Linked DNA regions of Mus musculus: all the other regions are linked to region 1. Evidence: chromatin contacts called from public Hi-C and promoter capture Hi-C data. All regions are on one chromosome and are shown on one strand. The core of a region is the stretch at or near the end of the contact, and the rest is flanking DNA. Distances in the headings are between cores, read along the strand shown.

Evidence for each region. Promoter capture Hi-C pulls out the DNA fragments that hold promoters and counts their contacts. A called contact is a pair of places that touch in the nucleus more often than the background predicts. Capture Hi-C pulls out chosen DNA fragments and counts their contacts.
Region 2: a contact with region 1 is called in a promoter capture Hi-C map of pre-B cells, with 4 times the contacts expected there. The contact joins the promoter of Cfap298 here to the promoter of Smim11 in region 1. A contact is called at or near these places in 1 of 39 promoter capture datasets (pre-B cells) and 1 of 484 Hi-C or Micro-C datasets (pre-B cells).
Region 3: a Hi-C map of B cells shows a contact between it and region 1, with 12 read pairs. The contact joins the promoter of Setd4 here to the promoter of Smim11 in region 1. A contact is called at or near these places in 17 of 39 promoter capture datasets (the 3T3-L1 cell line, the C10 cell line, the HPC-7 cell line and 13 more), 2 of 484 Hi-C or Micro-C datasets (B cells and bone marrow-derived macrophages), 7 of 115 datasets of contacts at active chromatin or transcription factors (astrocytes, embryonic forebrain, embryonic stem cells and 4 more) and 3 of 9 other capture datasets (adipose tissue, liver and macrophages).
Region 4: a contact with region 1 is called in a promoter capture Hi-C map of pre-B cells, with 2.7 times the contacts expected there. The contact joins the promoter of Synj1 here to the promoter of Smim11 in region 1. A contact is called at or near these places in 4 of 39 promoter capture datasets (hippocampal neurons, liver and pre-B cells) and 1 of 484 Hi-C or Micro-C datasets (pre-B cells).
Region 5: a contact with region 1 is called in a promoter capture Hi-C map of liver, with 2.4 times the contacts expected there. The contact joins the promoter of Paxbp1 here to the promoter of Smim11 in region 1. A contact is called at or near these places in 2 of 39 promoter capture datasets (hippocampal neurons and liver) and 2 of 9 other capture datasets (adipose tissue and liver).

The regions. Positions count from the first base shown.
Region 1 is chr16:92,298,588-92,303,289 of GRCm38.p6, forward strand. Smim11 (small integral membrane protein 11) reads left to right here and starts at 2,716. Exons shown (of 4, transcript NM_138743.2): 1 at 2,716-2,756.
Region 2 is chr16:90,932,626-90,937,327 of GRCm38.p6, forward strand. Cfap298 (cilia and flagella associate protien 298) reads right to left here and starts at 2,224. Exons shown (of 7, transcript NM_026502.2): 1 at 1,957-2,224. The coding sequence starts at 2,095. It overlaps Synj1 (synaptojanin 1), which reads right to left. Exons shown (of 32, transcript NM_001164483.1): 32 at 3,472-4,702.
Region 3 is chr16:93,601,639-93,606,340 of GRCm38.p6, forward strand. It overlaps Setd4 (SET domain containing 4), which reads right to left and starts at 2,177. Exons shown (of 12, transcript NM_145482.3): 1 at 1,928-2,177; 2 at 1,499-1,573; 3 at 1-160. The coding sequence starts at 69.
Region 4 is chr16:91,009,000-91,013,701 of GRCm38.p6, forward strand. It overlaps Synj1 (synaptojanin 1), which reads right to left and starts at 2,309. Exons shown (of 32, transcript NM_001164483.1): 1 at 2,094-2,309; 2 at 1,025-1,170. The coding sequence starts at 2,191. It overlaps 4930404I05Rik (RIKEN cDNA 4930404I05 gene), which reads left to right and starts at 2,250. Exons shown (of 3, transcript NR_028368.1): 1 at 2,250-2,320.
Region 5 is chr16:91,041,813-91,046,514 of GRCm38.p6, forward strand. Paxbp1 (PAX3 and PAX7 binding protein 1) reads right to left here and starts at 2,567. Exons shown (of 18, transcript NM_026110.2): 1 at 2,194-2,567; 2 at 741-869. The coding sequence starts at 2,542.

The DNA.
Region 1 (4,702 bases), core at 1,466-3,965:
TGGCCAGGGCCCACCCATTGTGAGTAGGTCCTCCAGCCTCAGAGTACAAAAACAAGAGTCAAAGAGGACCATTTCTGTTCCCGTTAGACAGTGCCTGACAATGATTTGTCGGGGTTATTCTGAGTCCGTGCGTGGTTTTGGAGGCTGGGAAGACTAAGAGCATAGGTATCAGCGTCTGAGGTTCCTGGTGAAGATATCATATGGCATTAATATATGACAGAAAGAGGATGACCAGATAGATACCAGACACACCCTCATTATAACGGTGTATGCCCTGGTAGTGCAGGGCAGCCCAGTGAGGGTAAAGCTCCCTCCACCAAAGGCCAGGCCTCCCTCTCATCTCAAGTTTTAACATGAGTTTTGGTGGCCACACACCATAAAACCAACTACAATGTTTGTCCCTTTATAGAAGGAGATGTAATCTACATAAAGCATTTGCTTCCTGCAACATGTTTGCATTTTGCTACCAGAGAAACTACATGGTGTTAGAGTAAGTCATTTATAGTCCAAGAGCAGATGTGCTATGAGTGGCTTCCTTCCTCAGGCCAGAAGCCTAACATCCTGTTGCACACCAGCATGGTCAACCTAGATAGCCCAGACCCAGAGATCCTAGTGTGGGGCTGTATCCAGCCAGGTTTTCCACCCTCGTAATGACTTTTCTTTTTAATCAAGTCAAGGTTCCCTGAGCCTCCTTCGTGACTAGGCTCCAACTTTGGCCAGTAAATATCCTATACTCTTGGTACAAATTATTTCATTGACCTTCATATCCTAAGAGACTTGAATAAACATTAATATATCTTTCTAACAGCTCAAAATGGTTATCCAGCCCCTTAAAGTACCTGCCTGAGAAACCAGGAAGAGCTGACTGTAAAATCTAACCAAAGGAGCCCAATAGGCTATGGAACCCTCTTTTATAGCAGTGAGAAAGCTTGCAATTACAAAATCCTCTCTCTTTCTCTTTGAGGAATAATTCTTCTTCCATCTAAAGAAATGTCTCTTAGAAATGCAAACACAGAGACTCAGCAAGAATAATTCTTCTAGCATGTAGAAATATCTCTTTGAAATACAAACATTAAGACTCTGCTGGGCATGCCCCTTGCACGTCACACAACACAACACAAAACACACACCCTTTCCCAGAGTTTGTAATTTTCCCCTTGGCTTATCTGTTTCTCCAGGAAAACGTACAGGTGGTTAAATCCAGGCTTTCATTAAACATACTTTATCATCCTCACTGGAAAATATAGTTATAACATGGACATCAATCAGTCAATTTTACTTAGGGGGAACAGGAGAAATGCTACATCTTTATGTGGTAGTTAATATGGGCAACATCACAGGATCTAGACTAGGGTAACAGCCACACCTCTGGGAATGCCTGTGGGAATTATATAGATTGGGTTACATGAGGTGGGAAAACATTCTAAATGGGTGCCACCATTCCCTGGGCTGGGATCCTGGATGGAACCTGAAGGAGAAGACCAAGAGAGGTCAAGCCTCCATCACTCTCCTCCCAGCTGTGGACTCTACTCACCTAGTCTAGATAACCTAAGCTGCTTCTGTCAAGCATTTTGTTGTGTTAACAGGAGATAACTAACAAGTTGGATGGGCATCCAGTTGTTGATCCATTTACCCCAGCTTCTCCCTCCAGTATCAACTTCAACCAAAGCTTTCTAAATGAAAATGCCAAGTCAAACAGCTGGGTTGCTGTTGTTTTTCTATCCATGTTCCCTTTAGAGTCTTTCTGCTTAGTCTGCTAGTTCTACACATCTGAGTAGTACTTCAGTGCAGATTCAAAGCTATTGCAAAAGGAACAGGTGATAGGGGCTGATCCCAGTCTCGCAACTTATGGCGAGCCCCAGGTCTGGCACGAGCTGGCCTCAGCCTCGGGAAAGAAAAAAAAATCCTTTGTGTTTCCGTTTCATCATTTGTGAAATATTACAATTATAGTGTGTCCTTTTATAGGCCTTGTAGAGTTAAATTAAACGACAGTCTCAACGTGATATTCTCTTGTTAGCACAACCAGGTCTGTGAAACCCTCTGCACGCTAACATTTTCAACTTCATCTCCACAAAGAGGCATGATGAGATCTGAAGCTAACTTTCTTGGGTCCAAGAATTCACCCCGCAATTAGTGTCAGCACCGGGCATCCGCTCCCCCCTCCACAGAAGAGGGAGATGAGGTGGAGGTCTCGGTGAGAACTTTGCCTCTCCAGAGCCTTGGACAGGGCTGCTGTCTGCGTCTCCCCACCCGGCACTTTGGGGATTCACTGGCTAGAAATGAAACTGGGAACCTAAAATCTGGGTATCTATCGGTTATCTCAACCGGGATGCATTCTTCTTGTCTGTCCCCTTGGAGGAATGCTAAGCCTGGAAAACAAAACAAAAAACCTGGGACCTATTGTCTTCAGCTGTATAGAACAGGAGTCAATGACCAGTGGACATGAACAAAGGGTCCTAGGCCGAACCCTAACCCCTGCGGACCACCCTCAGGGTTCCTACTTGGATTTCTGCAGTAGCCTCAGATTCCTGCGCAACTGGCCTGAAGCCCATAGCGCCTGCGCTTGGAGAAACACGCTCCTTAATACTAGCGAATCTGCGGGCGCCCTAAAGCCACTGCGCCTGCGTATCAAGTGGTGCCTTTCAAGATGGCGCTTCCGTTCCGAGCGGTGCATTTCGGGACTTGTAGTTTTCACGACGGGATTGTGGGAGTCGTGGTTTGTGAGCAGCAAGCGAGGAGGCCCCGCCGCCCTGAGTGTAAGTGTGTGAGTCTTTGGGGCTCTGGGGAATCCCTTGGTCATCCCGCGTTCTTGTTTCTCCCATGATGACACTTGCTGCCTACGGCTACATAGCCCTTGGGAACTCTAATAGTCTTGTCGCCTTGTTTTGGTGACGCAGGAAGGGAGCGATGATAACTCCTGGCCTTCTACCCACCCCCCACCCCCGTGGAGGCAATGCCTGGGGGCGAGAACCTGGGACTGGGCACTCCCAAGTATCCAGGGATAGCAAATCCCCGTTTGATCCTGTGGTGCCCCAGATCGCAAAGGCGCCAAAGTTGCTTAAACAAGGCGTGTCGTTTCATCTAGTAGGGAAGTGCACCATAACTCACAGGCTCCCCAAAGCCTTGAAATTTGGAATCTGGCCACCCACCCGGATAAGGTGCTTCTGGGTTTCTTGAAAACCAAGGCCTGTGCTGAGTGGGCTAAGTGAGGTCCAGGGGTCATGGCGATTTGAACCTACCGATACTTTAAATGGTTGGCTGAGGAATTGGAGTGAAAGGGGTAGAGACTGGGAGTGAAAACGGCTTCAGACAGTTGACACAAGCTGCTAGGATAGGTGAGTGCATTATATGCTGAGATAGGTGCACCCTCGACTCTGTTAGCCTCGCCAAGGAGCACACGGAGCTTGTGAGCAGACTATTGTCCACGTCGTTTAAATTGGTATAATCAAAGTGAGTGAATGTCTTCTTTGTTTCTAGAATAAAACCTGGCAGGATACTTTGCAATAAAGATCAAAACTACAAACAGTTTTATTTTCTGTCGTTAAGGGTTAAGCCTGGACAGCTCCCTGCATTTCATATATTTTAATGGCCTCCAGCTGTCCTTACCCCAGTGGCTTTGGCTCACCCTCTGCTGCCAGCTGCTGCTTGCTTCTGAATGGCACCAGGAGTCCGTGATATCAGAGCAGACAGCTCACTGCTATGTTTAGCTTTCTTGGTTATCCCCATTTGCAGAAAGCTTGCAAGCTGCCTTGAAATTTAAAGTAGTGGGTGAAAATGAACCTGGCTGCTCTGGGCCCTTCGCTCTCCTCTACCCACCCCACCCACTCCATAGCAGTACAGATTCCCCTTTGCTTTTACTTTTTCCTCCTTCTCTTCCTCTTCTCTTTTTCTTCTCTTTCTCCTTCCTTGGCAGGATTCTGTGCATCTGAGATTGGCCTCCAGCTCAGTCTTTCTCTGTAGCCTTAGATGACCTTGAACTCCCATCCCTTGACCTCCACCTCCCAAGTGCTAGGGTTACAGGCTTGTACCACCAAGGTTGGGTTGTGAGTTACTTGGGCTGAACCGAGAGCTTTGCGTTAGCACTCTGGCTCAGCCACGCCCACAGCCCCCTGCTTCCTTCTCAGAGATCTTACCTCTTAACACTCAGATTGCTAGTCTTTTTGGCATCATGTCCTGTGACATTAGACAGAGCAGAGAGTTGTGAATTCCAGAGTGGGAGACTTACTCCTTGGACGCTGATATCCCAAGAGCGCTTTGGCTCAGGAGCCACATGGCTTTCCCAGGTCACATGCTCAGCCCTTACTGCCACCTGGAGTAGAGTCCTGTCCTCCTTCTTCTTGCCCTTATTCTTTATCCCATGCCTGGCATCTTGTCCAGACTACATCCTGCCCTATTGCTGTTTGTTATCTGAGGACCATTAGCAAAGGAGAGACATTATCAAGACAATAATGCTTGCTGTGTGTTACTCATGCTTCTTAGCGATTACTGGCCAACTTCTGAAGGAGAATTTACTGATGAAGGAGGCTTTGAGAGGCCAAGGTCACATTGCTGCTAAGTGCAATGTGTTTGCCAGACCTCCAGACCCCGGGGTATTTTCTTTCATTTATTTCCTCTTGTCAGCATCTTGGGCCCATTTGTTTCCCTTGACCTTGGGAGTCAGTATCCTGGGCATATCAATTCACAGAGGTGACTTGTGGGAAAC
Region 2 (4,702 bases), core at 974-3,473, 1.4 Mb before region 1:
GACCAGAACCACTGCAGTGTGAAACCCTTGCCAGGGCTGAGATCAGCTGTGACTAAGAAAATAACAATATCGTTAAGACAAAAACCTTCTGGGATAAGCTTCCTGAGGGTCAACGGACAGAGCTGTTGTCTAGAGGGGGCCAAAGCCCGCTCATGCCTGCAGCCAAACTTGGCCAAGTGTATGCACCTTCCAGATGGTACTGATTGTGAGGGCATGAAGAGTCATGGAGAACAGTAGAGGCTGGGCATAGGAAGAGGCCAGGTCAAACTTCAGTTTCAGGGAAACCCCAGGATTGAAAGGATCATGGAGAGAGGCTGAGGCCTGGCATCATGATGCAGGGTGAGAGAGCCCAAAGAGAGGCCAAGAGGCAATCGGTGCCATTGGTAAGGGGAAGCCTGCGGTTCCGGCAGTTTGGAAATGCCAACACCATGGGATGACCACCAAGGACAGCAGCAGCTACGGAGTGGAGCCAGCCTCAGCCTGTGAGATGTGTTCTGTGGGCCCTGCAGAGCAGAGGGAGCGGAGAAGACCCTGAGTCCCGCACCTCTGACAGCGAGCTTCACAGGGCTGCACTTCAGTTCTCCTTCCAGTGCGAGTGCGCTCATGGTCTTCCCTCTTGGAGTGAGATTAGGTCTTTTTACAGGTGCCCGGTAATGGATATTACAGAGAGGTTTGAACTTTGAAAGAGACTGCATTTTTAAAGTGAAAAAATTTAAAAGCCTGTGGAACTTCTGAAAGTTGGAATTTGTTTTATATTGAGATATCCATATTAATAAGGTCTTGGGGATAAACAAAAAGGAGAGGGTTATGGTTTCATGGTGATATGTCGATTGGTGTTGACAAGGAAGCAATTGGTTCTGCTTGGCTTTTGTTGACCTGGCATGAACATAGACGTATCTAGGAAGAAGGAACCTCAACTGAGAAAATGTCTATTTCAGACTGTTTGTAGGCAAGTCTGTAGGTAAGGCATTTTCTCAATGACAGTAAGGGGGGGGGGGGTAGCACTCTCCGGGTGGTATCACCCCTAGGCAAGTGGTCCTGGGTGGTATGAGAAAGCAGGCTGAGCAAGTCGTGAGGCGCAGGCCAGGGGCAGTGATCCTCCATGGTATTTGCTTCAGTGCCTACCTCTGTGTAGATTCACCCATGCAATTCTTGTTTTTTTTTTTTTTTTTTTTTTTTTTTTGAGACAGGGTTTCTCTGTATAGCCCTGGCTGTCCTGGAACTCACTTTGTAGACCAGGCTGGCCTCGAACTCAGAAATCCGCCTCTCTCTGCCTCCCAAGTGCTGGGATTAAAGGCGTGCGCCACCACCGCCTGGCTCACCCATGCAGTTCTTACATGCTGCCCCACACTTTCGGTTTATGATGTTAAAGACCCGGAGGTTCCCCCCACCCCCTAAATGTTTTACTTTTAATATGTCATTTAATATTGAGCCTTCTTTGAAAGCAGTTAAGTTTGATTATATATATAAAACGGGTCTTAAGGCGTTCTCTATAATGTAAAAATCATGTGTTTCCTAGGAGACAGAAAACAACACCAAGGCTCTCCCGGTGAGAACTTTCATGGGCGGCTTCAAAGCGAAGAGACTCAAGGGCCAGGGCTTTTAGCGTCTCAAACTGTCCCCCTTCCCTGCAGCCACCACTCACTCCACCCTCACCCTTGACAACTCCCACCGTCCCCGATCCCTCAGCTCCGTCCCGCCACCTTTCGACCCAGTACGTTCGCACTTCCCGGAAGCCCAAATCCCGGCTTAGCTCAGCCTCACTTGGCATCCCGGCTGCTCTCCTCCGAGTCGGCGGTTGGCTGGCGAGCCTGGGTTTCCTCCAGCCGTTGGTCTTTCATCCCCGGTCAACCCTGATGCTCCTTTCCCACCCCGGGCTACGGCAAATCTCCCCAAATCCTCGCGACCCCGGGCGCTGCCCCCTGACCCCGAAGCCGCCGGCCTCCCTTTCCGCACCTGAGCAGAGCCGGTGCACCTTCAGCCGCCCGTTGTAGACGCGGGCCACCTGCGCCGTGAGCTCTTCCAGCTCCGTGCTCCCGGGCGCCTGCAGTAAGAACTGGCTCTCGTCGCCTCTCTTCACGTGCAGCACAACCATGGCTGCGCCAGAGGCGCCGCCGAGGTGGCAAGGCTGCGGGGCAGGGACCACGAGGCCCGAGCCGGGTCGGCCGGACCCACACCAGCCTGAGATTAACCGCTGCTCCGAGGAGGAACCGTGGAACGCGGCTCACGCTTCAGCCCGGAGGGATGAAGAAAACGGCGCACGCTCGCGGAAGTGGCTGTTGCCAGGGGCAACAGTCAAACATTGAGCTCGTGCCCAGTTAGAACTCGCGCCTGGAAGGCCGGAGGCGCTGAAGAACAGGTTGTGCGGGCCGCACAGTCGCCGCTCCCGGAAGTAGCTGTTGCCCGGGCAACCAAAACCCAAACTAACAGCTAGAGGCCTGTGCGGACGGTCCGGGGACTCGGGAGATGTCCGCTGGAGGAGCATGGCGACTCCTGGATTAAGAATGAGAGCGAGCGCTGGGCACTATGGGAGCATAGCCGCCGCCAAACTCAGACTGGTTTCGCGCAGGCACGGATCGCTTCCGGAAATGCCTTCTGCTTTGGGTCTCCGGTCAAAAAGTGGGGAGCGCTGCTGCTGTGCAGAGCTCATTTAGTTCCACAGCTGTCTATCGCCCGTCCCATGGAGTCTCGGTCCCCCACAATCTCAGATAGGGCAAGCGGGCGCAGCGCTGTTCTTCCAGGGCGCTCAGACACAGCTGAGGATCCCATTTTAGTGTTATAAAGAGAAAACAAATGGATGGAAGAAAATCAAATAGAGGAGTAAAGAAAATTAGCAAAGAAAATTAACCTGTGCTTTGAAATGATCTCAAACTCATAGTTTCGCTAAATGGTGAGGGTTTTTTGTTTGTTTGTGGTGATGGCACATTAAATTTTTTACTTGCCAATGGAAATTCCTGGAAAGAAGCTGTGTAATAAAAACAGCAGTGATGTGGAGAGGCTGTGAATCTGCGGGTCCAGACTGATTACCTTGTCTCTGTTAGCTATAGCTCCTAGAACAGACGTCCATTGCCCTCCTATGGGTCAGAAATAACTTGCATATAGGCTCTGAAATCTATAAACGTAGCTTTCACTAACCCAAAAGTTAAGAATATCGTCAAATAGCATCTGGTAACTAAAGAAAAACTTCGTCTTACTGTATATGCCTCTCTGGCATTTCCACCAATGTATTTTAAACTTGCCATGACTTACGACTTTGTCTTAGAGAGCTACAAAACTTTGTGAACATGGAATTTGGGGTAACCCAAATCTGTCATGGTCATTCATTCAAATTTGGCTTCAGAATAAACTACCTCTTATTCCCTGCATGTATTATGTGCACACACACACACACACACACACACACGAATGTGGGAGTGCACACATGCATAGAGAGAAAAAAAAACCTCTTCCCTTTTGAGTAAAGAAGTCAGCTGGTGATAAAGACATATTTATTTCATATGACAGCACATCTCACAAGATATGTACAGAATGTATACCAGCAACTTTAATACTGTACTTCTATAAAGTATATAGTTATAAATACTGTATGCCACATAAGCGATAAACCTCTTACATACATATAAACAGCAATCTACTAGAGAGAACAGAGACTCACAGAGATTCTTAGTGTCTGTTTTCTGCTTTGACCAGACCTGGCAAATACACACGATGTCGAGTTCTTTGTAGCAAACTTTAACTTGCTTTGTGCGTTTCAGCAGCTACCAGACTTCCTGACAAGGCAGAGCTATTGCTCTGCAGACATTACAGTGGTTCACACCTGAGGGAGTCACTGCTCAGGGCTGCGATCCACACTGCTTCAGTTTTCTAAAGTGGATTAGCTTGCTAATGGGGAGTGGATACCATACACACTACTCACACAGATGTTACAGCCACAATCTCAACAAGTTAATTCACATTTTGAAGCACACTGCTCTAGTAATACTGCAGTTTAAAAGCTACTACTGTTGAAATGATTAGAACCCCAACAAGCACGATCTAAAACTCACAAGAGTTATTGCTAACAGCGAGTGATGGCTGCAGCAGAGTTACTTCTATAAACACAGGATTGTGATAACACTGAGCATTTGCAAAGGTGCTCTGTCCTAACAGATCTGCTCTAGGAGAGAAGTGCGATGCAGCCTGCTGTGCTTTTACACGGAGGTGAGGGCAGCCATACGTCCTTTCTAATCTTACAATACACATCTTTAAAGGTTCAGGTAGGTAGATGTAGGAACGTGGGTGTAAGCACATAACTCTCTTTTTATATAAAGAGAACATTAAGTCTTAATGGGTAAGGATGTTTTAACTTCAGCTGACTGACAACCAACTGACCAAACAATAGCTTAGGGAGTTTTCTGACTGGCTTAACTAATGATATCAAAATACTATGTTTTTGTTGTTTTGTTTTTTTTTTGTTTGTTTGTTTTTTGTTTTTGTTTTTTTGTAAAAATTCCATGTATTTTTTCCCACAAAATTAATAAACGTAAGATCAGTTGCATACTGGCAGTGCAGGAGACAAAATCCACAGCTAATTTGAGGTATAGCCTCTAAAGCCTTAAAGCAGCATCATGGATGTGCTATGTAGCCTCTTACATGGGAGAACATACACTGGACATGTTCCTAATTCAGACCACTCAACAGCTGAAAGCAGAGCTCCAGGCAA
Region 3 (4,702 bases), core at 927-3,426, 1.3 Mb after region 1:
TGCTCTTGAACCAGAGCTTCGCCGCCGTCTCTTCCTGGCCCTCTCTGTTCTTCCTCTTCGTCTCTGCATGCTATCCCTGGAGCCTGTGCTGTGTTTAGCTGAGAACAACTCGCAGCTCAGCCCTCCCTTCCAGCTGGACGAGAACCACGGGCCTGGGCACCTTTGAATATACAAATACTTATTTTGGTGAATGTTTTCAGGATTTTTTTTGTTAAGAAAATATTTATTTATTTTACATATAAATGAGTACACTGTCACTGTCTTCAGACACACCAGAAGAGGGCATTGGATCCCATTACAGATGGTTGTGAGCCACCATGTGGGTTCTGGGAATTGAACTCAGGATCTCTGGAAGAGTAGTCAGTGTTTGTAAATGCTAAGCCATCTCTCCAGCCCCATGTTTTCATTCTTTAAGGAAAAAAAAAATCCTTTTCTTAAAAGCTTTGAACACCAAACCATTTTATCTAGTGCTCAATTGGGATCCCTGAAGTAACAAGTTCCACTTATGAGGGGAAGCCTCTAAAACAGTAGTTCTCAACCTGTGATTCACAACCCCTTTGGGGTCGTCTATTAGATATGCTTCATATTGGACATGTACACTATGATTCATAATGTAGCAAAAATACAGTTATGAAATAGCGGCAAAATTATTTTATGGCTGGGGTCACTATATCATCAGGAATTGTATTTAAGGATAGCAGCATCAGGAAGGTTGAGAACCACTGCTTTAAAAGGAGCAAACAAAACCATCAGGAGGCCCTACCGACTAAAATCTCACAGCTGATTTTCTAAACATATCCTCTGGTGACTTTCACAGCTCAATGCTAGTGAACATTTAGTATAGTGCTACGTAACTGTGCTGAAGAACACACAGGGACTGGAGACACAGCTCAGTGCACAGAAGAAAACGAAGGCAAAACATCTATGCACATAAAATAATAACTAATACAAAAAATACCCGGTCATTATGAAGCACCCATCAGTTCAAAAGTCTTAGAAAAAATAAATAAGCCCCACTCGGTGTAAAGTGGATTTTTAGCTCTAAAGGTCAGAATGATTAAAATGGGCATTCGCAGTAGACTAAAGAGAGCACAAGGCAGAGAGACCGGAAGACATAAAATGACTCCATTCCACATTAGCCTCTCAGAGGCCAAAAAGGAAAGATCCAGGAACAGACAAGAGTGTAGACCAACTGTAGAAACTAACAACAGAAACACAGGCAAGCGTCCTTGGAAGATACATGCTAACATTTAAAACCATACAAGAAATACTGAGTAACACTAAAGTTGAAGAAAATTCTAGTTTAAAAGATAGGGGCGGGGAGTGGGCAGCTGGAGAGATAGCTCCGGGGTTAAGAGCGCAAGGGGCTCCTGCAGATCAGGGTTCAGTTCCTAGCACCCGTATGTGTAACTCCACTGCCTGGGGATCCAATGTCCTCTTCTAGCCTCTCTATACACTGCAAGCGTGTGGTGCGTAGACATACCTGTAGGCAACTTACCTTTATACATAAGATAAACCCCTTTGGGTCCTGCCTCTGGGTAAAAAGAATGCCAGGACTCTGTAACAAAACGCCCTAGAGAACATTATATGAAAGCATTCTTTTTTTTTTTTTTTTTTTTTTTTGGTTTTTCGAGACAGGGTTTCTCTGTGTAGCCCTGGCTGTCCTGGAACTCACTCTGTAGACCAGGCTGGCCTTGAACTCAGAAATCTGCCTGCCTCTGCCTCCCAAGTGCTGGGATTAAAGGCGTGCGCCACCACGTCCAGCATTCTTAACAGCCTTTACTACTTCCATCCTACCCTGTACCGTACTAAAGTGACATCCATCTAACATGTGCCAAACCAGTGGAAATGATTTTAAAATCTACTCTAAAAATAAAGGAGGGCAGGAAAGGACCGCCCACCAAGCCGCCCAGGTAGTTTAATCTACCTCGGCAGCAAGACTTGCTTTACGAGTCAGTCTGGAGCCAGGCACCAGGTCCGTCCTGGAGCCCACGTGTGGTGCACAAGGACGCGCAGTTCCACCGCAGCCCTGCCCCCTGCTTGCCACCGGGGCCTCAGTGATGGCCACACGCCACAGCGCCGTCCTGGCTCGCAGTCCTGGACGGACCGGACATCAATCAATCCATGCCACCCGCACCAGCGAACCAACCCAGGCCCGCTGGCCGCACACCACGCCTGCGCAGTAGTCGCTCTGGTCCTGACTTCCGTTCCGGGAGAGGTTCCACACGCGCAGAGGAAATTGGGGTCTGGAGCTACACAGAACTCAAAAAAGCCAACGGAACCCCGCTCCCGTTGCCCAGGCAACGCCAGGCCCACCGGAAGTGCTCCTGCTTACCTTAGAAACCGCGGCGAAGCCGGGGTACGGACGCAGACCGCTCCACCAGCTACGGAGAAAGCGGCTGCGGTGCGGCGAGCCTACGCCTCTGGCACGCGCATGCGCAACTCCCAGGCCTCCACAGCTACGCCATAACGCGATGAGCATAGCTGCTGACCCATGCTCCAAATAGCCAACGGGAAGTCTTTCCTCACCGTGTCCTTTCTTCCTCCGACTTCCTGCCCCCTCCACCAGACTGGCTTACCTGATCCCCACCTTGCCCTGCCCTCCAGCTGCCAGGACCCAGGCGGTCCATTCTCCCAGACAGCCTGTCCCCCGCCTTTCCTCTTATCCACTATGAAGGCATTTCTGTCTTGTCCCAAGACTGTTACTGGAACTGTTAGGGTCAGAGTAAAAGTACGAATTAGGATTATGGGAAGAAATAAAAAGAGAGAGAGAGAGAGAATTTAGACGTCCTCAAACAGCGAGGAGCAAGCTTTACTCAAAGAAGTGGGTTTTCTAGTTCTAGCTCTGCATGTCGCGATCCAAGCACGGGACTTTGTCACATAAAGACCAGAGGTCAGGAAAAGGCACATTTCATGCTTTAAGCTGGAGTTTTTGTAGCTAAGGATGTGGAAGGGAGAAAGGGACAGAATGAGAAAGCTGGGTTCTGACACTACAGCGCCTGTTGTACGTTTTTGCAACCACTGCCACTGGGATAGATATCTGATGTGTTAGAATGTCAGGTCGCGTCTTAACAGCATACTAGGCCAAAACAGTTCCACGTGGAAGAGGTTTTATTGAGAGAGAGGGACGAGGTGGCGGCGGAAAGAGAAAAGAGGGAGTGACAGAGGGGGCGTTCTCCTTATTTATATGGAAAATGACGTAATGAAGGTAAAGGTGGGAGGTGAGCCAAGTGGATGCTGGGAATATGCTGCAGGTCGCGCTGTCGCCTATGTGATGTCATAGGTTTGGGAGGTCCTGATGCTAACAATATCAGCTACTTTTTATTTCTGCAATCTCTGAATCGCTACGTTTGAATTCAATTTCAGGGTCTTGATTGGGAGGGGGGGTCGCGGGGGGGGGGTGCGGTGTTTGTTCCAGATCCTTTATATGCAAAGGATAGGGGCGACTGTTTCTGTCTACCTAGTTCCTGCTGGCAGGGAGCATCATTTTCTAGGGGTTTGATCTGGCATGACTCTAAAAGAAGTACTGTTTTGGCTTTGATTTGTATGAATAACTGAGTAATGTCAGTGAAACGATCCAAGAGAAACTTCTGTTAAAAAAACAAACAAACAAAAAAGTTAGGGCTCGGTATGATGGCACATGCCTTTAACCCCAGCACTCTGGAGGCAGAGGCAGGTGGATCTATGCTAGCCTGCTCTACCTAGCAAATCCCAAGACAGTGAGGGCTCCACAGAGAAACCCTGTCTCCAGAGAAGATGAAGGGGGGAAAAAGGTTAAAAGGCCAAAAGGTCAGGATAAGGAGGATACAGAGGAAAGTCAGGAGAATGGGGAGGAGCCAGGATGCAAGAAGGACACTGGATTTTCAGTATCTGGTCCCTAAGCCTCTGGGCCTCATACAAGCCACCTTTGATTGGTTGCTGTAAAGACAGCATTGTCCCTTGAGGAGAGTGTACATCACTCCGTGGGATGCACTGAGGAGGTCAGTCCCCACCATGGTGGCAAAGAGCCAAGTTCATCTTGAATGGCTTTGATCTGTCTTGAAACATCTTTAACAGATTGAGGCAGTTTCTAATGCAAGGCGCAAATAATAAATCAAGAGTGATCAGGAGGACCCTAGCTTGTCTCCCAAAACCTCCCCCACCCCCTAATTGTCATTCATTATGCTCTTCTGCAACTTTGTTTATTAAGACAGCAGGATCTGCACTGCCCTCAAGGTTCCTTATACACCACGAACTACCCCTGCGTGGCTTTTGTACTGAAATAATTCAATGAACATCTGTCTCACTCCAGCAACAGAAGAAAGTCCCTGGGGGTATGGAGATTGCAGACCAAATAGTCACTGATATATAAAAGAGCAAACCATAAACAGCTAAATTATCCTGGATGACAGAGCAGGTATCCAGACCATGCAAGGTGTGACCACATCTATGTGACACTGCTGAGCGCCGAGGACACTGGAGGGGTGTTTGCTCAAGCAAGACCAACAAGATCCTTTTATGCCTTGACTGTGATGGACACAAAACCTAAAATGCCAAGGAAATCATACAGAATGAATAAATTTACCTGAGGTCACAAAAGAGGAGTCTGAACAGAACTGGAAGCTTGTCTTGCTGTGGATACGTGGTGTTTTACTATACTTTCGGCAGCTCACAACCTCGTGTGACTCCAGTCTGTGGGATCTGATGCCCGGTGCCCTCTTCT
Region 4 (4,702 bases), core at 1,059-3,558, 1.3 Mb before region 1:
AATAATAATAATAATAATAATAATAATAAAAGAACAAGTAGTTACCATTAGAAAATCTGTTTAAAACAAATACTTGAGACAATCCCAAACTGGGGTTGTCTGCCCCAGTCTTGTATTAAGAATGAAGCATGGGGTACATTCGATGTCTCAGCAGGTAAAAAGCTTTTGCCACCAAGCCTGAAGACCTGAGTTCAATCCCTGGGGCCTATATAGTAGGAGGAGCTCCCAGAAGCTGTCCTGATCTCCACTTGTCCCCTACCTACACACAAATAAATGACTAAATTAAAAAAAAAAAAATGAACGAAACACAATGTGAATTAGTCCTTTTATTTTCATCTATCTGCCACAAATTTACCCAAACATCATTTTGTGTGGTACAATAAGTAATCCTTTTAAAATAAAGGTCATTTTTCAATAATATGAAATCAAGCACATATGTCACATGAAATATTTTAGGAGCTGTCTGCAATTCTTATTAAAGATATAAAAGCTTAGGCTGGAGAAGCGGATGGTCAGCACTTGCCTAGAGTGACTGAAGCCCTGAATCTGACCCACCAATACCACACATGAGCACAAGGGACACCTGAATAAATAAATAAACAAATAAGGGTTTGATGTATGATGCACAGATCATACCATTCCTATTAAATCTGACTAACAAAATTCTGGGTATAACAGGAGATGCAAGCTGTCTTATTGGGTTAATGTGATAAAGACAAAATTGCAACACCATTTTACAAAAAGATAAACTTCTAGAAGCAGAACAGATGGAAAACAAACTCCCAGCAGCAAAATCTGCACCGCCCTGCACCACCATCACCCCAATAAAAACCCTAAGCTATCTCAGTTTACAGAAAATAAGGCTTCATTCAAATTAAGCCAAAGCACAAACCCGTACGCTAAAGCTCAGAAGATCAAATTCAGGGAGAAGGTTCTCAAGAACCTTTTTTTTATAAACTGTTGAACTCGCGAGTTACAACCAAAACAGAGATCAGAATCGGGCAGGTGAAAACACGTGACTTACAGAGCACAGCCACAGCCCCAGACTCGAACATGAGACATTCTTCCTTATGCCTAGTTTCCACTATGAGGCTGAACGGTGGGGGATCCAATTTGTGGTAGATTCGAAATCCTTTGCTGAACGCCATTCTCCTTTCTTCAGAGGCAGCCCTGTGGAAACCAAGTCAATGCACCTGAGGTTTCCTTCTGCTGCAAGGACTGCTAGGCGTCCTCCTGAGGTCCCTCACTGACAAGTTTGATGGGGGTTGGGGGTAGAGAAAAAGAGAGCTCAGGGGTGAACGGTTTATTCCAAAAGATAAGGCGTCACCTTTTTTTTTTTTTTTCTTAACCAAAAGGCAAAAGGAAACGCGTCCAGTTCTCAAGATACGGCAGGACAAGGCAGGGGTTTTTAGCACCGTCGGTCCTGATTTGGATAAGGTGGATTTCCCATTTAATTTATGTTTCCCCAAAGGGAAAATCTGTAGCGTATTTTCAGTTGGGGTTGTTTATCGGCTTCCTGCTTCACGATCTGTCACTACGGGAAGGGAACTGATGGGGAAACTTCAAGCCGATCCCTAGGCGGAATGGGCAAGGGGATGGGAGGGAAGGTTAATCAGGCTGATTCAAAGCTCCTGAGGGGGCCGGAGAGGGACGGGATTATCACACCGCGGACTCTCCAGGGCGGCGGCGAAGGGCAGGGAAAGCCACACAGGTGACTGCCGCCTCCTGCCCAGTCACGAAGCTCACCGTGACGAATGGATCCCACCGCCACTCAACGAGATCCCGGGGAGCCGGGGGGAACTGAGGCACCGGGCGCTTCAGCGCCTCCATTACGCACCGCCAGAGATACCCGGGAGCCTGTGCCGACGGGGTCCTTTCCCGCCCGCTGGGTGACAGCCGCTGTCACGGCAAGCCACCCGCAGCCCCGGGGTCTCCACACAACCCGCCGCCCTCGGCCCTCGGCCGCCTCTCACCGCTTGCGACCCGGCTGCGACGGCCGCCACCGCTCAGGAAGCGTCCACCCGGCCGGCCGGCTGCCCCTGGGTAGAGCCCGGGCCGCTCCCCGCCCCCCGCCCTCCCGCCCGCTGCCTCACCTCTTCCTCCGGCTCCTCCTCCTCCTTCTCCCGCAGCCTCCGCCGCTACAGCCGCCCGAAGCGTCACTTCCGCTCCAGCAGGTCCAGCTCTTCCGCATTGCGCCGCTGCCCAGGCGGAAGGCCCGCCCCTTAGGGTGAAAGGGCGGAGCCGTTTCCGCCCACGCGGGACCGTGCTGCCGAGCAGGGCGCTTACTGGTCACCGGGTTCCTGCGGCCGCCGCGTCCTGGGTCCGTGAAGCGAGCCTCCGTCGCCCCGGGAGTGGGAAGGTGGCACGGCCAGGGGAGCCGGCAGAGGGAGGGTCCGTCCTCCTCGCGTGGAGCCCTGTAGCTCTGCCCTCCCCGCGGGCGACAGGGAGGGACTTCAGGAAAGAGCTGGGGGAGCCCGTGTTGATTCGTGCTCGAGTCGGGCATCAGGACCACCCCCTGCCGCCTCCGCAGACCTGATGGGCGATGGGCGAGTGCGAGGCGGGGGACGGTGTGCACCCCGCGCCGGCTGGGTGGCGCTCGAAGAGCTGTCCATGGTGTCTGTCGTCAGGGAGGCAGCAGGAGGCTGTTCCCTGGCTGTTTCAGTGTGTTCTCCGAGCTCCAGGGGCGATGGAAGAGTGCTCAACCGAATGCAGTGGAGAGTGGGGGAAGCCAGCAACCAGAAACTCCAGGCAGTCAAACAAAACATGGCTGTCACTGTCGATTTGCCAGCCGTGGAATTTTATAACTAAGGGCATCACACTGTTTCAAACTATCTTTTTAAACGAGACATTATGTCTAAAACTTGTGTCCAGCAGAATTATTCTGCCTATACTTCAGAGACAAAAATGGGAGGACATTGTAGTCCCTGGGGCTTTAGAGAGGAATTGAGAATCCAAGGAGCACGGCAATCATGTTCCATTTGCCTTTGCTTTCCCCTAGCCTCTTCCCCTTTTTACTTTCTTCCCAAAAGCACAATTTAAATATGACGTATTGCATAAAAACATTTCCTCTAACATGCTGTCATGTGACTCAACGCTTCTCTATTTTAGAGAAGACAAATCCACCCTAGTTTTAAAATATTAAAAGCAAACTAAACACAAGAGAAGCCACCTCCAGCCAAGGAGATACACACTTGGATTCAGTTCTTAGATCTTTTCACTTAGTCTCCTAAGAACAACTTTTACTTTTTTGTTGTGGTTACAGTAACCACAAGCTTATAATAACAATTGCTTGCTGTGAATTGTGGTTAGCCATTTTTCCCTCCCAAGAAGTGTCCATTTCAGGTGGGGACAGTCCTTTAAATAAAACAGGGATGTTTGAGAGTGGGATTTTTCTTAAGTGTGATGACTGTATATGACATGCACCGACAAAAACGGGTTCAGGAGAGCTGGCCACTGAATTGTAGTACTTTGGAGGTAGCTTTTGTTTTTTGAGACAAAGTAGCACAGAGCCCAGGCTAGTGTGCCAACCATACCTGGTTTACGTGGTGACAGACTGAACCCAAAGCTTCATGCGTACCAGGCAGGCATTCTACAAGCTGGGGGGCATCCCCAGCCCTAGGGATGAACCTTTTTATGACAACTGAAATTACCCCAAGTGGAGCTGTAATCAAACTTGCTTACCCCATCATTCTTTTCACACCAAGAATCCCTGTGAAACTACACCAAAAACTCTTTGTCAAGGTGGAAATCATGGCACTAAGCGCTTTCTAAAGCCAGCCTTCTGCCTATTCTTGGTATCCTGAACTAAGAAAGCGGAGGTCCAAGCTTCTGTTATAATGTCTTTCTTCAAATTAAGCTAAAGCAGCAGTGGTAGGTCTTAGCTTTCCCAAGTCCTTTCAAAATACATTTTTAATTATAAAATAAACCCAAGATTTGAAAAGCATACTAGTGACCTTTGAACATTCCTTATTGTCCCTTTTCTATTTATTATTGTTACAACATATCCAAGTAGCTGCACGTTTTAGCAAACCAGTGTCTATAGTAGACTAACTCAAAATATATAGGCACAGTCTAAAGCTTTGCAAAGAAGCCAATTGTGCTGACTGGAACTGAGCAATGGTGAGGCTGTCAGAATGCTCATACCCTGATTCTTGTCGCTAGCAAACGACAGATGACTGGGTGACCCGAGTCTAAAAAAGTTTTGGATATCTGGTAGACTGTTGTGGTTATACAAGAGACCGAGACGAAATCACAGGTACCGTTTGTTACAAAGGAGGCAGAGGGGAATCAGGTCCCCATGTAGGGGCATGAAGACAAATGGTAGAATGGAGAATTATGACAAACCCAGGTGCACCAGAAACCACTAGAATCTATACGTTGAGCTGAGAACCTTTATAAGATACATGATTCCAGTGACAGTTATTTCCAGTTTTTGGCCTTAAGCACTCAAGAGAGTAGCTGTTCTAAGACACTCAGCTAGTAAATACCAGTGTTATGGCAGCTGAGAATTCCATATTTAGTGCTCTTTACTCATTCAGGAGTGACAACCTCGTCGAGACATAACGAGCACTTTCTATATGCAGTTCTGGTCTCCATTCACCTTGCATCAGACTCCTAGGACAGTGTCCAAGCCTGTTCCTAAGTGTTAGCATAGGCAGTTGGAGCTTATCCAAACAATTACTAAAGCTGGATATAGGAAGAG
Region 5 (4,702 bases), core at 1,317-3,816, 1.3 Mb before region 1:
GTTAACCTTTGACCTACAGGCCAGACTGTCTGCTAACACTTCTGTTGAATATTTATGTAACACTCTCCATTGCTACACTGTAAACTTGAGATATAACAGTATTCTTATTCAAGCCATGCCTGTAGCTGAGAACCTGGGAAATACTCTCTTTAAGCCTTTGGAATAAAGATCTCTCTGAAACATCTGTATGAGAGTAACCAGTTATAATGAATGCAAACAACAACCATGTAAAGTAACTGCTTGAAACACTTTAAACTTTGGGACTGGTTTATTGATAGAATGTTTGCCTCCAGAAAAAGTAGAGGGAAAGTTTTAAACTTGAGTTTTGAGAGGACAATGTCCCTGGCCTCTTAGTATCAAATAAGGCTGCTGAGTACTGGTATTACCAACATCAACTTCTTACGCGTTCTGTAAGAGCTATTTTCAATATGGAAATACTACCAGAGGAACTCAAGTCTGTCTCTGTGAAACAGCAGTATAAAAATTTTAAATAGAATAATCTGTCTTTATGGCTCAAACAGGAAATCTCTCTTCCTTTTCCATACAACAGTCTCTATATTAGCAAGAATTCAGAAGCAACAATCCATCTTTTTTTTTTAATGTGTGAGAAAAATTATAGAACAGTATTGCAAACTTAATGTGGACATTGGTTAGTAGAAAGAGTTCACAATATATACTGCAAAGCCCTGTGGGAAGGAACTGCTATCTTCTCTCACTTGAAAGAATTATCTGATACTTACTGTCAGCTGCTGTGTTGAGTTCTGTCTTGATCTTTGATTTTTCAAGGTCTTCTTTATATTCTTTCTTAAGCAATTTAACTATCTTTTTGCTGTAACTTGATTTCTTTACTTTGAACACTTCTTCATTTTCTTAAGAGAAACAGAATGAAGTCTGTAAGACACCAACTCAGAAAGTGCTCTCCCTTCCTCGTGCCTTTGTGCTGTTTTCATTCTGCCAGCATATTTTCACACACACAAGTCATTACAAAATCTGAAGTTTATTGCAATCTATTGCAGACTCAAAAATGGGTATTGCCAGGCTTGGCAGCAAATGCCTGGGATCCCAGAGCTGGGCAGCCAAAGGCAGGCAGCTCTCTGAATTTGAGTTCAGCCTAGACTACAGAGTGAGTTCCAGATCAGCCAGGGCTATAGTATAGAGGCTCTGTTTCAACAAAACATAATTAAAACAAACAAAAAATAGTATCAATTCCAGAAACTAAATGAAAATTTTAGTGAGTAACCCAAGGAACTTCAAAATTGTTAAATTTTGGCATATTTCACCCATCTCAGGATAAAAAAGTATTTAGAATGCTTCCTTAAAACATTAAGTCAAGAAACCTAAAACAATACACCCCAAAGTTATTCTGCCAAGTCTGAATAACTCTGGTCACAATAACAGTTATTTCAAAATTATGCCTAGAGTAAATCATTTTGCAAAACTAAGTTTCGAGTGACTTAGCCCTCATCTTTAATTTGAAAATCCAAGTCAAGAACAAGACATTTCAAACAATGCAAAACCTGGTCTGTATCTCCTTCAAACAAAATTCCAGAGAGGTCAAAGATAATTCACCCATCTTTCTAGAATCACGAAAGCATGACGCAAGACCTTCGAAAATCATCCAATTTTTCCTAACATGATGTTGAGGTACAAGTAAAATCGAAATCCCCTGCAGCCTGGTCCCTCTTCTGCTTCAAGAGCCAATGCCACAGCGGACATCTGCTCCTCCCATTTACTTCTACAGAGAAACCGAGACTGGACAACAGCAAGGGAGCGATTGGATCAAGGTCACCGGGAGCCAGGGCTGCAGCCCCAGAATTGTTCCCAGCCCTGGTTTCGGTCCTCCTCTTTAACAATCCGGCCTTCTTAATCAAGGAGGCCTAAACCGAGACGCCAACAAGCCGCAGGTACAGAGGCCTGCAGACGACTAAGAGCAGGCAGTTAACCAAGAGACTCAGGCTGCCTGCAACTCGCAAGGTAGGAAACGGGTCCACGGAGCATCGAGCCTTCTCCTCCACTCAGGATGGCTGATCAGGGCTCTGACAGCCGGAGGAGGGACTGCACAGGCCGTAGACTTGGCTGGTGGCAGCGCGGGAACACAACCCCAGGCAGATCCGGAGGCCGGAGGTGGGGAAAGGGGCGCGGCGCCCGGGCGAGCACGGGCTTGGGGTCCGCGTGGGCCGGGCCGGGGCTTACCTTCCTCCTCGTCTTGGAAGCTGAGCAGGCTGGCCCTGGGCACCTCTTTGTTCTCGCGAGGCCTCTTGCGCGGCTTCAGCCCATTGCCGGGCTCCGCGCCGCCGGAGATGCCGCCCCCGGCCTCAGCGCCGAGGCCCGGGTGGTGCGCGGAGGGCGGCGGCGGCAGCGGCCCCGGGCCCAGGAGCGACTCCCCCGCGGGGGCCCGGTCGCCGCCGCCAGGGCCGGGCTCTTCTCCCGAGGCCGGCGGGGGCAGCAACGGTGGCGGCTCCTGCTCCTCATCGCGCTCCCGCTCCTCCTCCTCCGAGTCGTTCCGCTTGCGCACGTTCACCCGCCGGGCCTTTCGGAACATCCCAGCCGCCGTCACCGCGCTCTCACAGCCGCTCGCTGACTGAGAGGACGAGGGAGCGCGGAGACCACCGCCACGCACGCGCAGTCGCAAGAGTTCCCCCCCACCAGCCGGGTCGTCGCGGCTCTGGCTAGCTATCGCGCCGCCTCGATTGCGCATGCGCCTGGGCTCTCCTCGCGCCCCACTACTTGGGCGGAGTCTCTTTGCACTGCCCTCTAGCGGCGCGGGGGACTGTTGGCATGGTACCCTCCGACTCCAGTGTTGTTCCAAAGGTCACAAAGAGGATCATCGAGATGAGAGGAGCGAGTGTAGTCTGTCGTCTCGGAGCGTGTTGCTGCAATGCGTCTTCCGCGCTTATACGGAGCCGTTACGTGTGGCAGCCTCCCTCCCACTCAGTGCCTGCAGGGTAAACAGAGGCGGGAGGCCGGGGAGAAGCGGAGGGACGAGTCAGTTGACTTGAGCTTGGGAAGGGAAAGTGCATCTCCATGGTTAATATGCCTCTTAATAACGCGAGGCGATGCTAGCAGATATCGTCTACAGATCAGAAACTCCATTAATACTTGCCATCTCTACAGCTTTATCAACGCAAACACTCTCAAAGGCGTGGGAGCACACACGTTAAATCCCAGCAGCACTGGGGAGGTGGAGGCAAGGCGATCTCTGAGTTCGGTGCCGGCCTGATGTACATAAGGAACTCCAGAATGGCCAAGGCTATGTAGGGAAACCCTCACTGTCTGGGGAAGACAGAACCAGAGATGATACATCTCCCTGCTGCCGCAGCCATTCCCAGGAGAGCGAGGTGTTTTCGGGTGGCTTGGTAAGAAAGCCAAGTTAGGTAGCAACTATTTTAACTATTTTACGAAGCATAGTGAATTTCTGAAACAAGCGGAAGGAAGATTTGTCTTATTTTCAGACTATATCACAGAGGGCAAATCTGAACCTTGGCGGCCTTAAAGAGATTGCATGAGCCGGGCGGTGGTGGCGCGCACCTTTAATCCCAGCACTCGGGAGGCAGAGGCAGGCGGATTTCGGGAGTTCGAGGCCAGCCTGGTCTACAAAGTGAGTTCCAGGATAGCCAGAGCTATACAGAGAAACCCTGTCTCGAGAAACAAACAAACAAACAAACAAAAAGATTGCATGAGGTTGAGCTAACACACAGGTTACCCAGTTCATAACCAAAGTTGAATCTTTTCTTTCTCTCGAGCATATCAGGATGCGTGGGTAGAAGTGTTTGTGAAATTATTTACATGTTTCAAAACCCGCCAAAAGAACGGGATTGGAGAGGTGAATATTGCAGTTTCGAACCAGAGGACCCTGGCTGCAGTCCCAGTACCCACACCCTCAGGGCTCCTCAAAACTCCAGTTCCTGGGAATCTGGCGCCCCCTTCTGGTCTCAGCATGCCTGTAGTGCCCAGCAGGACGTGTCCTGAATGCAGGCTAAAAGCATGGTGTTTACACATCATCTGTAAAAAGGTGCTGGACAGCACAGCAGTTAGGAGCACTTTGCCGCTCCTGCAGAGGACCTAGATTTGGTTTTCAGCACCTAGTATGGCAGCTTACAACTATGACTAACTGCAGTTCCAGGAGATCCTAAAACCCTCTCTGGCTTCCTTGTGTGGCAGCACACACATAGTTCACGTACAAAGCATGTGGGCAAATATACATAAACAATACAACAAAATCATTAAAAATATCTAGTTAATTGAAGTAATCCCAGCCCTCTGGTTGGAGACCTGCCTAAGATAAAGGAGAACATGTCTTTAAAAAAAAAAAAATCCCCAAACCTCAAACTATGGTGCACTGGGCTTGTTGAGAACTTTAAAGGAAAAGTAAGCCCTCTGTTTAACATCGCCTTGCTTTCCCCTTTCCATTAAAAACAAGTGCAGAGAGAGGCCTCCTCTGAAGTTCTCCATTCAGCCTGAAGATAGAATTCCCAAAAGGAAACACCATTGTATAAGCATGGCTGCCCCCACCACCCTGGAAATCTCATCAACTAGGGAACATTAGCACCAGAGGAGAGGCCAATGGTGTGGATCCCATTGGCCTCTGTCACCTAAGAGATGTACTGTATGGAGAGGCGTGTATTATTCACAGTACTGTTGGCCACTTTACTCACCCACCCCCTGTCACCACGAGTCTCCCAGAGCCTCAACTCCCGTTCTG